2 separate regions of the Rattus norvegicus genome follow, and region 1 is linked to region 2. A link is a contact called in public Hi-C data. All regions are on one chromosome and are shown on one strand. Each heading gives the region's core, a stretch centred on a gene start, on an enhancer-like site or on the middle of the called end of the contact. The rest is flanking DNA. Distances are from core to core; before and after follow the strand shown. Region 1 has its middle 6.1 kb from the start of Serpinh1. Region 2 holds the start of Uvrag (UV radiation resistance associated).

The links. A called contact is a pair of places that touch in the nucleus more often than the background predicts.
Region 1: a Hi-C map of mammary epithelial cells shows a contact between it and region 2, with 2.4 times the contacts expected there. The contact joins the enhancer-like site here to the promoter of Uvrag in region 2.

Annotation. Positions count from the first base shown.
Region 1 is chr1:163,065,544-163,072,633 of GRCr8, forward strand. No RefSeq gene overlaps it. Among named protein-coding and RNA genes, the nearest start is that of Serpinh1, 6.1 kb to the left of the region's middle. Within about 2 kb of position 4,793, at least 73 of the 93 cell types and tissues checked have an H3K27ac peak or open chromatin away from gene starts, as enhancers often do.
Region 2 is chr1:162,850,815-162,858,433 of GRCr8, forward strand. It overlaps Uvrag (UV radiation resistance associated), which reads right to left and starts at 3,534. Exons shown (of 15, transcript NM_001401542.1): 1 at 3,236-3,534. The coding sequence starts at 3,352. LOC120099889 (a long non-coding RNA gene) reads left to right here and starts at 2,823. Exons shown (of 4, transcript XR_010060697.1): 1 at 2,823-3,021; 2 at 3,964-4,193.

The DNA.
Region 1 (7,090 bases), core at 3,543-6,042, 220 kb after region 2:
CTCACCTGGCCAGAAGCCTCTTCTATGCCTGTCAGGCTGCAGTGCCTGCTGGGTGTCTATGCTCTCACCCAGATAGTGAATGCCTCTGGGGACTTTGAAAAGGTCCCTCTGGGTCCCTAGCTCCCAGACAAGGGTCTGGCATAAAAAAAAAAAAAGGGTGAAAGGTTTAGCCAGGCTGACAAGGGACGCGTGGGAAGAGGCTGACTCAATCTCCTTGGAAAAGAAAAGGCCATGGCTCCTTTAAATTTCCAACATCAGCAAAAAAATGTCGAAAGCCTTGGCCACGTTATTCTTAGTTCAGAGCCCAGCCCCACACTGGGAGCCCTTCCCCCACATTCCAGGCAGCTCGCTCCAGAGAAAGCCTCTTTTGAAGGGAGTGGGAGGAGATTCAAACAGGTCTCCTGCGTTTCATGCCTGGATTTCTCTAGTGTCTGCCACTCTGCTCCCGCCACCCTGGCCTGCCCAAGGACAGGAGTCCAGCTCGGTGTCCTCAAGGTCCAGGAGCATGGCAATGGGAACCAGAACTCCTTCCAGTCCACTCCATCCACACTTGCCAGAAAGGGAAACTGAGTCCCACGGGGGGGGGAGGGGTATTGCCTTGGGTATCAAAGCATGTCTGCACTGGAACTGAGCTGGAGACCATGCCCTGAGCCCTTCCCCACTCCAGCACCCTCATTCTTTTCTTTTCTTTTTCTTTTTTTCCGGAGCTGGGGACCAAACCCAGGGCCTTGCGCTTCCTAGGCTAGCGCTCTACCACTGAGCTAAATCCCCAACCCCCAGCACCCTCTTTCTGATCCTGCCTTAAGTGGGGCCCAGATTGGCCAGAGAGTGTAGAAATTGCTTCTTTGGGTCCCTGTGACCAGATTTTGCCTTCATAGATCAGACACTGGCCTGGCATTTAAGTGTCTACACTGCCCATGGCTTTTCAATCCTATCTGATTCTTCCAGACTGTGAACATGTTTCCATTTTAAGCAGCCTAGGGGAAACGAGACCGTGAAAGGCTCCAGCAAGGCTCACAGCAGACAGGAAAGGAAGACACAGAGCCAGAGACAAAGGAGAGAACATTTGTCCCAGACCCTGGGATGGTCCCCTCAGGCTGTTTCTATTTGGAAGAGGATGTGCAATCCCCTTCCTTGGCTTGAAGAAGCCGCCTTCGGAGGCAGGGCCTACAGACAACCACTCTGTGACAGTTGTCCGGAGGCCAAGTGAGCTCTTAGTCCAAGCGTGAGTCAGGAATTCTGCAATCTTTAACCCTCCCAAGAACGCTAGAGCCTTCCATCTAAGGGAGCTGGGCTGCAGGCTGCCCCAGGGAGAGAGAAGTGGTGGGGGAGGAGTGGCAGTGGTGATGAAGACCGGGAAGATCCCTTCCCCTCCTCCCAGAGCAGGCCCCACTCCCAGCCATCTGCACTGAATCAGGAACTCTTGTGCCCTCACCCACACCTATGACACAGTACCCAAGGGGCCCAAGGCCACTGGGTGCCACAGAGACATATGTGGGTCAACGTGGCCATGCAATATACACAGTATTCAAGACGTCTGGGCACACACATCTATTTGCATGTAACTGTCTGGAAACCCAAATATACTACATGAGATATACATGTGTGTGTGCAATGCTGGAGGGCACATAGGCTGGCTCTTTGCCTTTTTCCAGCTCTTCCCACTTGGGGAAAGGCCAGGACTCTTAAGATTGGACACAGAGATCAACATGGCCCTGTCACTTCTCTCCCTTCTCCTCCTTTCTCCTGAGTGGTGTACATTCCCTGGAATAACAGTGATGACGAGGTTGGCCACAGAATTGTCTTCCTTGTCATAGCATCTCTGATATGCAAAAAGGAGCTATGACCTGTGCTCACCCCACTCCCCGATGTGCCTGGTGGAAGCATCCTAGTGTTACCAAGTACAAGGGTCTCATCCTGGCTCTGCTGCTGCCTGGCTAGGTGCTCATGACCCTGTCTCTCTCACTGGCTACACTGCTGTGTCAAGGAAACCCAGGTCAGGATCTCCAGCTCACATCCTGCTCACCCTTACAGGCTGTCACCCTGCTCTCCCTTGAGGAACTGCCAATGACCTTTCTTGCTCTGTCAGTCTGAACGTTCACAAAAGTTTTATGGCGTGTGTGTGTGTGTGTGTGTGTGTGTGTGTGTGTGTGCGCGCGCGCGCGCGCGTGCATCTATTCCCCATCCAGTCCCTCCACAGATCACCTATTAACCTGGGAGAACCACTAACCCAGTGGTTCTCAACCTGTGGTTCTGGATGCCTTAGGGGAAGGAGGTTGGTTGACTCTTTCACAGGAGTCATGTATCAGATATCCCACACATCAGATATCTACATTACGATTTGTAACAGTAGCAAAATTAGTTATGAAGTAGCAGTAAAATAACTTTATGGTTGGGGGGTCACCGCAACATTAGGGTGGCAGCATTTGAAAGGTTAAGAATCACAGCATTAACCTCTGCAGTTCAGCTCCACATCCTTACCCATCGTCACCTGGATGGATCAGAGGATCCTGTTTGAAAAGAGAAGGAAGCTCGTCCACCCTCCTGACTGGAGGGGAAATGAGTACATTTGCAGCTGGAGTTTGTAGCCCAGTGGCACAGCTCTCGCTTACCAAGGCCCTTGGTTTAGTCCTTAGCAAAGGAGAAAGGGAAGGACAGAAATGAAGACCAAAGAAAGGAAGGTTTTACACAGATGGGGGTGGACACATCCCACAAGAGAGTAGGGTACAAAGCACGTCCTTGCTTCTGCATGGGGGCCGCCCTAGAAGGTCACTGAGAAACACCGACCTGGCCCATCGGCCATCTCTGCGGATGGACAGTGAAGCGTGATGGGCAAGACCCTCACCTCACACTGGTCATGAATTTGGGGACTGTGTTAATATTTTATCCAGCCATAGACTTCGAAAATATGAAATGATGGGGAAAATTCACTATTAGGAATTGATCTCGTAGAAAAGATTTTTGCATATAGCAAATGTATCTAGAACTTTTTAAAAAAGATTTATTTATTTTATGTATGTGAGGACACTGTCGCTGCCCTCAGATACACCAAAGAGGGCATCAGATCCCATTATAGATGGTTGTGAGCTACCATGTGGTTGCTGGGATTTGAACTCAGGACCTCTGGGAGAGCAGTCACTGCTCTTAACCACTGAGCCATCTCTCCAGCCCCAGAACTTACTTTTAAAAATGTTCACCCACGACTTTTTTTGTAGTGGCTAAATATTGGAGAAAAAGATTGAGCATGGGGTTGCAAGCTTTTGAACCTAGGAGTCAGAAAGAGGCAGGCAGCTCTCTGTGAGTTCAAAGCCAGACTATTCTATATAGTGTGCTCCAGATCAACTGGGCTCCATAGTGAGACCCTGTCTCAAACGAACAAACTGGAGACAAAGTCAGAGAGTATTGTCAATGTCAGCACCAGAGCAGAGCCCTTCAAGCCCGGGCTGAGAACAACAGCTTGGTGGATTGGTGGGCGAAAAATAGGAAGTTTGTAAAACTGTGCTTGTGAACATTCCACGTCCAGAGCTTTATCAGCAAAGATGTTCATACGTCACACAAACAAAGCTAACTACAGCTACTGTTTGATTTCCAGTTGATTATGAAAGTATTTTGTGCTAGGTAAAGATCTGAGTTTGTTTACTTTTTGTTTGTTTTGAGACAGGGTCTCACTATGTAGCCCTGTCTGGTCTGGAACTCATTATGTAGACAAGGTTGGCCTTGAACTCAGATATCTGCCTTTTTCTGTCTCTCAGGTGCTGGGATTATGATGTACTGCCACACCCAGCCTTGTGAGTTTGTTTACTTTTTAATACATCTTTATTGTAAGCAGTTAATAAACTATACATACATTACATACATACATGCATACACACATACATGCATACATACATAGATATATACATATATGAATGTATATAGCATTCACAGAGAAAGGCTCAGTAGTATTCTTAAGTGACTTAAGTATTCTCTGGAGACGAATCTGTATCACCTCTTCTCCTTTTCTCTGCTCCAGAGCTTTTTCAATAGCATGTACTTTTTAATCACCTCAAAACATCAATAAAGTAAATTAAAAACCAACAACACCAGCCAATGGGAAGCCATGCTTTAGCCTAAACAGGTCCGGGGAGGAAGCTGGAGAAGCCTCTGGCCTTTGGAGTCCCCTTGAAAAGAATTACTTCACTGCAGCCCTGGTGGAGGCGAAAGGTCCCTCCCGCCAGAGCTGGCTTTTCTCTCAGCCCAGGCTAAGGCATGGAGAGAAGAAGGTCAGGGAGATGTCACAGAGAAGGAGACGAAGTAACCCAGAGCAAGAGGCCAGAGCTTTGACTGGCAAGAATGCAGAGTTAGGGAATGTGTGGTGGTGGGTTGGGCCTGGAAACCATGAAGGAGAAAGGCCTTGCTAATATGTGGCCTCCTCGGGGAGGAGGTGGTCCTTTCCCTGAGATGGAGACTGGGTAGGAAGCCCTGTGGGAGGCAGTGGGCTCCCATCATCCCCAGGAAGGCAAACTACAAGGCTAGAAGGCTCCGAGCGCAGGAAGCTGAGGCTGAGGCTGGAGACCATGTGGGATGCTGTATAAAGCAGTTGCTTCCCCTGTTCCTCCTCCTGGGCTGAGAAGGCCGTGGGTGGACCAGGTTGCCTGAGTGATCCTTGGTGGGTGGGGTGGGCCAGGGCTGGGGTCTGTACACTCGTCTGGCTTTTATTGGCTGTCAGGACCGGCGCTGCACAGAGACAGGCCAAGCTGATGCAACGTGGGCCTATCATTGCAGGCCCTGTGGAGGGGATGCAGCTGTGCTGGCCGCTGCCCAGCGGTTCCAGCAGGGAGGTGGGGAATGGCTCTCAAGGAAGGCTGGAGCCTGGGACTGCAGCCCAGCCTGGCCCAAAGGCTGACTGTTCTCCATTGCTCTGACTCAGGAGGGAAACACGCCTTTCATGGAAGCACCCAGATCCTTGCCTCTCTCTCTCTCTCTCTCTCTCTCTCTCTCTCTCTCTCTCTCTCTCTCTCTCTCTCTCTCTCTCTCTCTCTCTGTGTGTGTGTGTGTGTGTGTGTGTGTTCACCATAGGGAAGGAGACCCAGCTGATGCTGGACTACAGCTGTTTCTCATGGCTCAGCACTCGCTGGATCAGCTGAGAAGGAGGGTAAAGGAGAAGTCTAGGGAGCAAGGCCAGGGCCATCTGCCACCTCTTGTGTGGGGGACTTTGGGCAGGTCCCCATCTGAGACTTAGGACCCACATCTTCATTGCTGGAAGAGTTATGAAAGAAAACTCAGAAGCCAGGAAGGAAAGGGAGGGAGATGCTCCAAAGGGCACCGTGGACCAGTCTGAGCCTTGAAAGAAGACCAAGACAAAAAACAGGATTCCCCCTCTTCCCCCTCCTACACTTCCTCCTCCCCCTCCTCCTCCACTTGGTCCTCCTCTCTTTTCCTCTTTTTGTATATTTTTTTTTCAGACAGGGTTTCGTGTATTCTGAGCTGGCCTCAAACTCGCTATATAGCTGAGGGATGACCCTTGAACTTCTGATCCCCCTGCCTCAACTTCCCAGGTGCTGGGATATAAGGTGTCACCTTGTCAGTTTTAAAGAGGTGTCACATGACATCTGCTTTCCTGTACACACACCCCCCCCTTGTGTCTTCCCTGCTGTGTGGCTTCAAAGGAACTGTTTCTTCTAGCAGCTGGGGAATGACTCTTGTGCTTTGAAATCAGGCCTCTGCTTGGGTTTGTGGGTTACACCAGAGGGCACCAGCAGGCTCCTGTTGGCTTCTTCGTGGCTCTGTCTATAAGTTCATTACTTTGTTGATTCTCCCCAGGCCCTAGGCAGAGCCTTTGAGGTATTGGGAGATGAGGAAGGGAGAGCTGGATACATAGTAGCTGGGGCTGAGGGATCTTGTTCAGCAGCCAAGGGGTCCAAAGGCTACATCAGTGCTCAGGGTGGGTCCAGAACCCACATGGAGTTCCGAGGAAGCTTTGAGGAGCAGTCAGAGCCTTTGAATGCCTTAGGGCTCACACTTCCCAGAAAGGTACTGAATGCCCCTCCTGATCCCACCTCTCAAATCACTGATGCAAGCCTCAGGGTCACCATGAAGTGAGAAGAATAATGGTCTCCCCGCCCCTACACACACACACACACACACACACACACACACACACACACACACACATGCACTTACACTTGTGTAAGTGTGCACTCACTCATGTGTGCCAGGACACACTTGTGGAGGACAGAGGATAACTTGCAAGAGGCAGTTCTCTCCTCCCACCGTGTAGGTCCCAGGGATGGAACTCAGGCTGTCAGGATTGGCAGCAAGCAACAGGGTTTTGAGGTTTTGGGTTTTGTTTATGGTTGTTTGCTTTGTTTTGTTTCTTGAGACAGGGTTTCTCTATATATTCCCGACTGTCTGGTAACTCACTTTGTAGACCAGGCTAGCCTGAGCTCACAGAGACCCACCTGCCTCTGCTTCTACAGTGCTGGCATGCACCATCATGCCCAACCCAAACCCAAGGTGTCTGTCTGTTTCCCAGTTGCTTTGAGGAACGTAGTAAAGGAAAACGAAACAAACCACTGGCGTGAGATGGTGTATAAACTGGGCAGCTGCATGTCTGTCCCAGGACACATCGTCCCCCTTCCCTTGCTCTCCCCTTCCTTTCTAACAGCTCAGATACTCTCTTCTGCCCTTCCAGAGTCTGCCCTTCCAGAGTCTGGGATGGGGGAATCCTTCCAGTCAGCCAGAAAGCCTCCCATCCCTGAGCACTGAGTATGAGCACGTCCCTGCACGTTCTTTGTTTGCTTCTCTCTTCTTGACAGTGTAGCAAATGTGCTCTGAGGATGCCCTGTGGACCAGGCGCTGTTCTAGGGCCTGGAGAAGAGTGAGCGGACCCGACCTTTGCTTCCAGGGCCTCCGAGCTGGTCGTGAACTGAGAAACAAGCACGATATAGCAAAACTAGGAGGGAGCACAGGCAAATGGAGGAAGACAGAAAGATCTTGAGTTACACTGGCCATCGAATAGCAAAATACCATCTGCCTGTCCTGTGGCTGTTTGTCTCAAATTTAAGTGGCTGTACTCTCATGGTTCCAGAGATTGGAATGCTAAACATGG
Region 2 (7,619 bases), core at 2,284-4,783:
GATGGCACACACCTGCAATCCTAGCACTCAGGAAGCTCAGACAGGAGTTCCAGAGCAATGTGCACTAAGACCTGTCTCCAAAAAATGGGGTAGGCAGTGTCTCAGGGATGACAGAGAAGGTGTCCACTGCCCTCCACACACATGTGCAGCCAATACACACAAGCACACATACATACACAGACAGATGAAAAGGGTAGACGATGAACATATATCTGGAAGTCTAAGAGAAAGTCTAATGGCTAACCTTTGTCATTTTTTTAAAATGAAAAGGATTAGCCAAGTCAGGAACACTCAATAAGAGGTCTTCAATTTAACATCAAAGAAATCAAAGCCTCGTGCGAGATTAAGTGTTCTTGTGTACTTGTAGGTGAGTTTTCTAAAAGTTCCTATTACAAAACCTTTTTTTAATGTTTTATTTTCTTTTTTTTTAATTTTTTTTTGTGTGTGCATTTGTATTTTGCTTGAATGTATGTCTGTGTGAGGGTGCCAGTCCCCTAGAACTGAGGTTACAGTCAGCTGTGAGCTGCTGTGTGGGTACTCAGAATTGAACTCCAGTCCTCTGGAAGAGCAGCCAGCGCTCTTAGCTGCTGATCCTTCTCTCCAGCCCCTTTTTGATAAATTCTTAAAGGAACGTGTGACCTCCAAGAAGGAGAACAACATAATCACTAAAAACTTCTAAAAATGTCTGCATTCCAAGTATCTGAGAATGCGGTTAGGAGGTTTTGGAGGAGGAAATTCTCAGTTAAGCTTAATATTAATGACATGGTAAATGTCTCTACCACAATAAAAACTAGATAAATGTTTTATCTTGAGATTCCTAAATCCAAGGGAGTTCAGCATGCTCCTCTTGGATGAGCCTGTACTGACTCACTAAATAATGACAAATACCAACCAATAATGAACGAGCAGCACAACTTCAGAGTATATGATGACTTCTTGATTAAACAACAGTTAAACAGAGAAGACCTAGAAACAGGCGACTAAAGATTTGAAGTACCGGTCACACTGAAGGAGTGGGTAGACCATAGCTAGTAGTCAACCATGAAAAGAAAGGTTCCGGGTTAGGTATGTAAATTAAAATAAGGCAAACTAACCAGGGCATGGAGGCACATGCCAGTAGTTCCAGCCAGGTGTAGTTATGCAAAACTCCTAGAAGCTTAGGAAGCATAGGCAAGTTTATAAGTTCAAGGCCAGCCTAGTCTACATAGTGAGCTCCAAGATAATCAAGGGCTATAAAATGAAACCATGATTAAATAATAATAATAATAATAATAATAATAATAATAATAATAATAATAATAATAGGTTTTGGGGATTTAGCTCAGTGGTAGAGCTCTTGCCTAGCAAGCGCAAGGCCCTGGGTTCGGTCCCCAGCTCCGAAAAAAAAAATAATAATAATAATAATATTTAATTTTAAAAAGACAAACTACACATCTTATACACAATTTTGTGGGCCTTCTTGGGAAAACCCAAATCTTTTCTAGAAGCAGATAGGGAAGAAGGCCAATACTGGACTTGTATTATGGTGTAAATTAATGTTAATCAACAAAATGCTTATTTTAAAATATATTTGTTTCCCCAAACTTGTGCATTTTGGTCTAGAGAGAAGAATTAATATCAACTACAGAAGGAATGTGTTTTGTTACATAGGCTGCCTCACAGTTCAAGGATGACGCTCCCAGAAAAAAACTGTAAATAGCATGCCAAGTTCTCACACAACATCCAGCTGCACACTTAGGACACTATACACCAATCCAGAAACTCCACAAACACTGACAAATGGAGTTGAATTGAGTTCACGGGCAGTGCGCCTGAATTATTTCTCCTAGTTTTAAACTGAACCGTTATTACTAGAACAGGCTCTAGTCAGGAAATGATGCATCCTCTTCTCCAACCCGACTTGTTTTCAAAGCTCCCCTAAACTATGCCCATCTAGATTCCTGATTTCTCCTGGCTGCTTCTAACAGTGCTCACTACTGCTTCTCCCAGCAGGCCCTCACACTCCACCTCCCACACATACAAAAATTCACATTAATGCCCAATCCACAACTGCTCTCCCAGCCACCCTCTCATCCTCCACCCTCTCATCCTCTCCTGCGACCTCGAAATTCAATACAAGCCTCACGCCCTTCCAGCTCCTAATATTCTCCATAAACTCCTTCTCCTATGGCACTACAAAACCAGGGCACATGCCTTCTGATCTTTTAAATATTCTCCTGTCACAGAGTCTTGCTTCCCCAGTTAATGCTGCTTCCCTACTCATAGGGCACCGGGTTGGGGGGTGGGGATGAGGGGACAACATCGCTCTTTCCTTTACATTCCTATCCACTCCGAGCCTGGCCCTCTCTCCCACAGCCTCTGCGCTCCGGTGTGGCTCCTTCCTGTCTCTGGCAAAGATGGAAAGTTACAGGAAGGGTCTGAGGGAGGTTGCTCTGTCCTGCGGACCGTGGAGGAGCAGCTGCTCAAGTCTAAAGCAAACTATTGCTGCTGATGCACAAGCTGGAGCCGGACTCTGTATTTGGAAATCCAGCCCCACCAGAAATACTAATAGAGAAGCAATAGCAATAGGCAAGCTTGTTCCTAGAACTGAAAAAGTGGGACAATAAAAACAGTTATCTCATGGAGTTATGACGATTCAATGATCACTTTGCACAGACCCAGATTGGTAACCTCTCCATGACTGACAGTTTCTCCAAGTCCTCTTCAAAGCTAAGGTTCCTGCAGAGTCTCCCCTGAGGGACTGAGGGAGGGCAGTGGAAGATGTACTGATAGGCGGGTGTTGCCAAGAATTTTGTCAGATCCCCAAAGTCAGTGTTCTCTTGTCCTCATACACACACACACACACACACACACACACACACACACACACACACACACACACACACGAGATCCAAAATAGAAATATATACTTCAAATCCTCCTTCCAGTGTGCCATGAGGATCTAAGATTTGAAAGGAAACCCTGACGTCCCAAATACCTTCCTCAGGAGGAGCAGAAGAAAGCACCCCAAAAACGATAGGAGTAAGTACAGAAAACCGACTCCTCGGCGCGGGAGCGAAAGGGAAAGCGCGGCGGCGGACGGCGAGGCGCAGGGTTCCCCGGCGCCTTCCTGAAGGGATGCGGGGGTCTGAGCGCGGGAACGGCCGGGGTGGGGGGGTGGGGGTCCTCTCCCTGTCAGCCCTCTTCAGCCCCGCGAGCCCCGCCATCTCCGCCCCCCGGCTCGCGGCCCGCTCACCTGCTGAGACGGCAGCTCCACATGCAGGGCCCGCGTGGGGGCACCCGGTGTCAGCGCGGCGGACGGGCCCGGGGGTGGCAGGGGCACCGGGCCCCCGAGCGAGGCGCAGGAGCTCATCTGGACCCCTGGGCCGCCGAGCGGCCGGGTGGGCAGTCCTCACGCATCGGCCGCCGCCTCCCGAGCTGTGATTCGCCGAGCCCCTACAGCCTAGAAACGAGGCACCCGGGAGCCCCGGCAGCTCCGCACCCGCTCTGGCCACCGCCGCTAGCTAAGGAAGAGCCATATTACCGCAGTGCAACCCCTCCACCCGGCCCAGAGCTGGCGTCCTCATTGGTTCCGTCCCTGAGAGGGCGGGATCCGGCAGCGGCCAAGGGACGTACTATTGGGCAGCGGGCCCGTCCGTCGTCGGCCGCAAAGGCTAGGGGCGGAGGGACTCTAGGATGGCCTCAATTGCGTCTGTCAAAACCGGGCGAAACTTGAGGCGTAACTTCTCTTTGGCTCAGCCTAATTGGCCCTTTCACTATTGAGGGGTGGGGTCTCTTAGGGGAGCCTCGTGGGCTATTGCTCTAGAGCGCTGTCAGTTGTCGGTGAAACAGGGACGGCGTCTTGATTAGGTAGAGCGCGCGCCTGGGAGCTCGTGTCACGTGCAGAAGTCTGGCAAGTCACCTGATTAGTGAGAGTCAGTCTTCTAAGCCACTTCCGCCCTAACCTAGTTGCTATGGTAACAGAGCCTCCATTGGAGGGCGGAGACCGCCTTGGCACCAGCTGAGTCGAGATGGATGGTCTGTCTTCCCGAAGTGTTCTCATCCTCGTCCAAAAAAGCCGTGCTTTAAGACTGAGAGGGGAAACCGCCACTGAGCAGCGATCTCTGAGACCAGAGGTCCATCGGACAGTCCACCAGCTCTTCAGAGACCCACACAGACCTGCAAGTCCACACCCCTTCTAGCTTCTATAACTAGTAAGCTTAGCCAACAAACTGTGCCAGCCAGTCAAGAGACTATCTCACCTCTGCGGGTGGATTGCTTATGCTCTGCCTAGAAAGCCTTTACTGCTTTGTGACTAACGCTTGCTTAGCCATCATATTTCAGCTACGGCAGGAGTTCTTTCTTCCAAAAGACTTCTCTGGGACTCTGAATTAGGAAACTTGCCTTTACCACAGACCTGCTTATTCTATTGTGTTGTCATTGTTTGTTTACTTGCTTTGTGGGGCAGTGGGGCGGCCGGGCGGGGTGGGGCGGGGGGATGAGACATGGCTGACCTGCTACCCACCATGTAGTAGCTCAGTCCGCCTTGGCTCCCCAGGTGCTGGGATTACAGGAGTGTGCCACCACACCAGCCTCCACATTGTCTTTTAATAGGCATTTAACACATACAGCAGCCACTTTGCCTCCCCGAATTCAAACACTCACACGTGAATTCCTCAAGCAAAGGACCTTGTCTGATTCATCTCCGGATCTCCGCTGCTAGCAGCGAATGGAGATATGAATATGAAGGTACAGCTCAAATGCTCTCCCTTCCCTGAAGACTTCTTGACCATAATAGCAGCTTTAGCCATTGCTTCTATAAGTAGCACTGAGTCATTTCGCAGGATATTGATTCCCCTGTCCTCATAGAGTGTGAATTTCTCCACCACCTGGACTGTTATACCTGAAAGAACACAGTGTTCAGAGAGGCAGACAAAACAGGAAGCAGGCAGTTGGGGATTCTGACTGCTACCTTCTAGTTTGATCGCTGAGCAGGCCAGTTCCCCACTGTCTAGCCATGTGTTGAATAGTACTGGTGTCATTGTGGGGGATAGGTGGGCCAATATATGAAGACCCCAGCATATAATAGATGGACTTAAAATCTTTTACTGAGTGGGAGAGTGTGTATATATAGCTCAATGACTGAATAGATGTCAAGTATTCACAAGAACTTGGGTTCAGTCCCTAGCACTGTTTAAAAAAAAATGATGTGTAGCTGGGCATGGTGGACTCCCATCACTTGGAGGCAGAGGCAAGTGGATCTCTGTGTTCAATGCCAGCCTGGTCTACAGAGTGAATTCCAGGACAGCCAGGGCTACACAGAGAAACCCTCTCTCAACAAACAAAGTATGTGCACATGCTTGTGTGTGTGGACACATTTGTGTACACAGGTATGCATGCATATATGAGTGTGTGTGCAGAAGTCAGAAGTCAATCTCGAGTATTGTTCCTCAGGAGCCATCCACCTTGGTTTTTATGATGAGACTCCCTCACTAGCCTGAAATTTACCCGGGCTAGCCAGTGAGCCCTGTGGATCCCCTTGTCTCTGGGTTTAGAGGTAAGCACTGCTATGCCCAGCTTTTTTTTTTTATCAGGATATTGGGGCTGGAACTCAGATCCTGGTGGTTGAACAGAAAGCACTTTACCAACTGAGCTATCTCCCTAGCCCTTCCCCCTTCATAAAATAAAAGGTAAGCATATTAAATGTCAGAGGAAAATGAGTTGCATCTGACCTTAGAAATTAATTGCTTTGACGTCACAGTCTCTTATTTTGAGCAGTTCCTCGTGGCTGGAGCCTCAGCGTGGGGTCAGGTGTCTGTCGAGAAGTGAACACTTGGGAAATTCCAACTCATACCTAGTTCAAGCCACACAATGCCAAGATCCAGTGGAATTTCACAGAAAACATTTCTGTTTCTAAACTGTGCCTGCTTGCCAAGGCTGCCATATCAAATTACACAGGCTTGGTCGCTGAGAACAACAGAAATGTGTTCTCCCACAGTTCTGGGTGTCGTCTCTCCTTGCTTTTCCAGCGTCTGGTGGCTCAGATCCTTGGCTGCATAATTGCAGTCTATGACTCCTCCTAACATTCTCCCTCTTCCTGTGTCTTCCTTCTCCTCCAGGGGCATTTGACATTGGCTTTAGATGCCCTACTCATACTTCATCTGGGGATCCTTCATAAAGCCAGGCAGGGTAGCTTATGCCTGTTGTAGCAACACTCAGGCAGTTGCCATGAATGGAGTGGACTACACAAAGTTCCAGGCCAGCACGGGCTGCAGTATAAGACCCTATCTCAAAAAGCGCAAGAGAGAAGGAAGAGAAAGGAAGGGGAGAGGAGAAGAAAAAAATATGTAAATACCCCTTTTTTTCCAAATATGGTTTTTGGCCAATGACACAAGAAAAAGTGAAACTATGGGCCAGTGAAATGGCTCAGAGGATAAAGGTGTTTGCTGCCAAGGCTGAGGATCTGAGTTCTATCCCTGGAACCTACAAGGCAGAGGGAGAGAACTCACTCTCATAAGTGATCCCTTGACTTGCATGTACACACCTATAGCATGGAGGAGCTCACACACATACACATACATACATACATACATACATACATACATACATACATACATAAAATAGAAAAATGGACCTAGAGAGAGAACACAGGATCTTTTCATCTTCCTTGGGTCGTCCCTTCCATCATCCAGCCTTATTACTTTATTCAGTCAACAAACGCCCAGAGAGCTCCTCTGCTAGGTGCCAGGGTGTCAGCCCCTTTCCTAGCCAAGTCCAAAATGAAGAGTTGCCAGCCTGATCCCTCAGTACTAGTGCCCAGGGAGACCCAAGGGCAGGCACCCATACAAACACAGACACAGTGGAGGGGACATTTAAACAAGGGTACTGAAGAACCAGTAGTCGAGGGAGAGTGTGTCAGCAGAAGCTGCTCTTCCCACGCGCTCTCACTGGGGCCAGGCTGCTCGCAGGCTTCCTGCTAAACACCAGAATGCATACAATACAGGAGCCATCTCAGATATTTCAGCCCACGAGACTCCGACTCAAGCGCTAGGGGGAAACTGAGGTCGCTGCTTGCAAAGTATCCAAGGAAATGCAACTAGAATGTGCTGGGTGCTAGAAACAGCAAGTGTTCAAGAAACACACCCTGTATATGCTATCATATATATGTAAATGTATAACCTATCATATATGATATGTTATTCTAATGCAGTGGACATTCTTTGGAAATTAGTTTGTAATGTGGCAGTTTCAACATACGAAAAGATACTTTAAATTGCTTAGAATTACCATATTTATGCAGCCATGTGTGTATTTCCCAGAGAAATGTTTATCTAAGTCAGTGGCTCTCAACCTTCCTAATGCTTAGACCCTTAAATATAGTTCCCCGTACACCCAATACAGTGGTTGTGGTGACCCCACCACCACCACCCCAAATAATTTTCATTGCTATTCATAACTGTAATTTTTCTTCTATTATGAATAATAATGTAAATATCTGATGTTCGGGATATCTGATCTATGACCTCTGTGAAAGGGTCATTCGACCCCCCAAACAGGGGCCACAACCCACAGGTTGAGAACCCCACTGATCTAAGTGTAGAGAGTATAGATGACAAAGTGGCCAAGTCCAGCACACATGC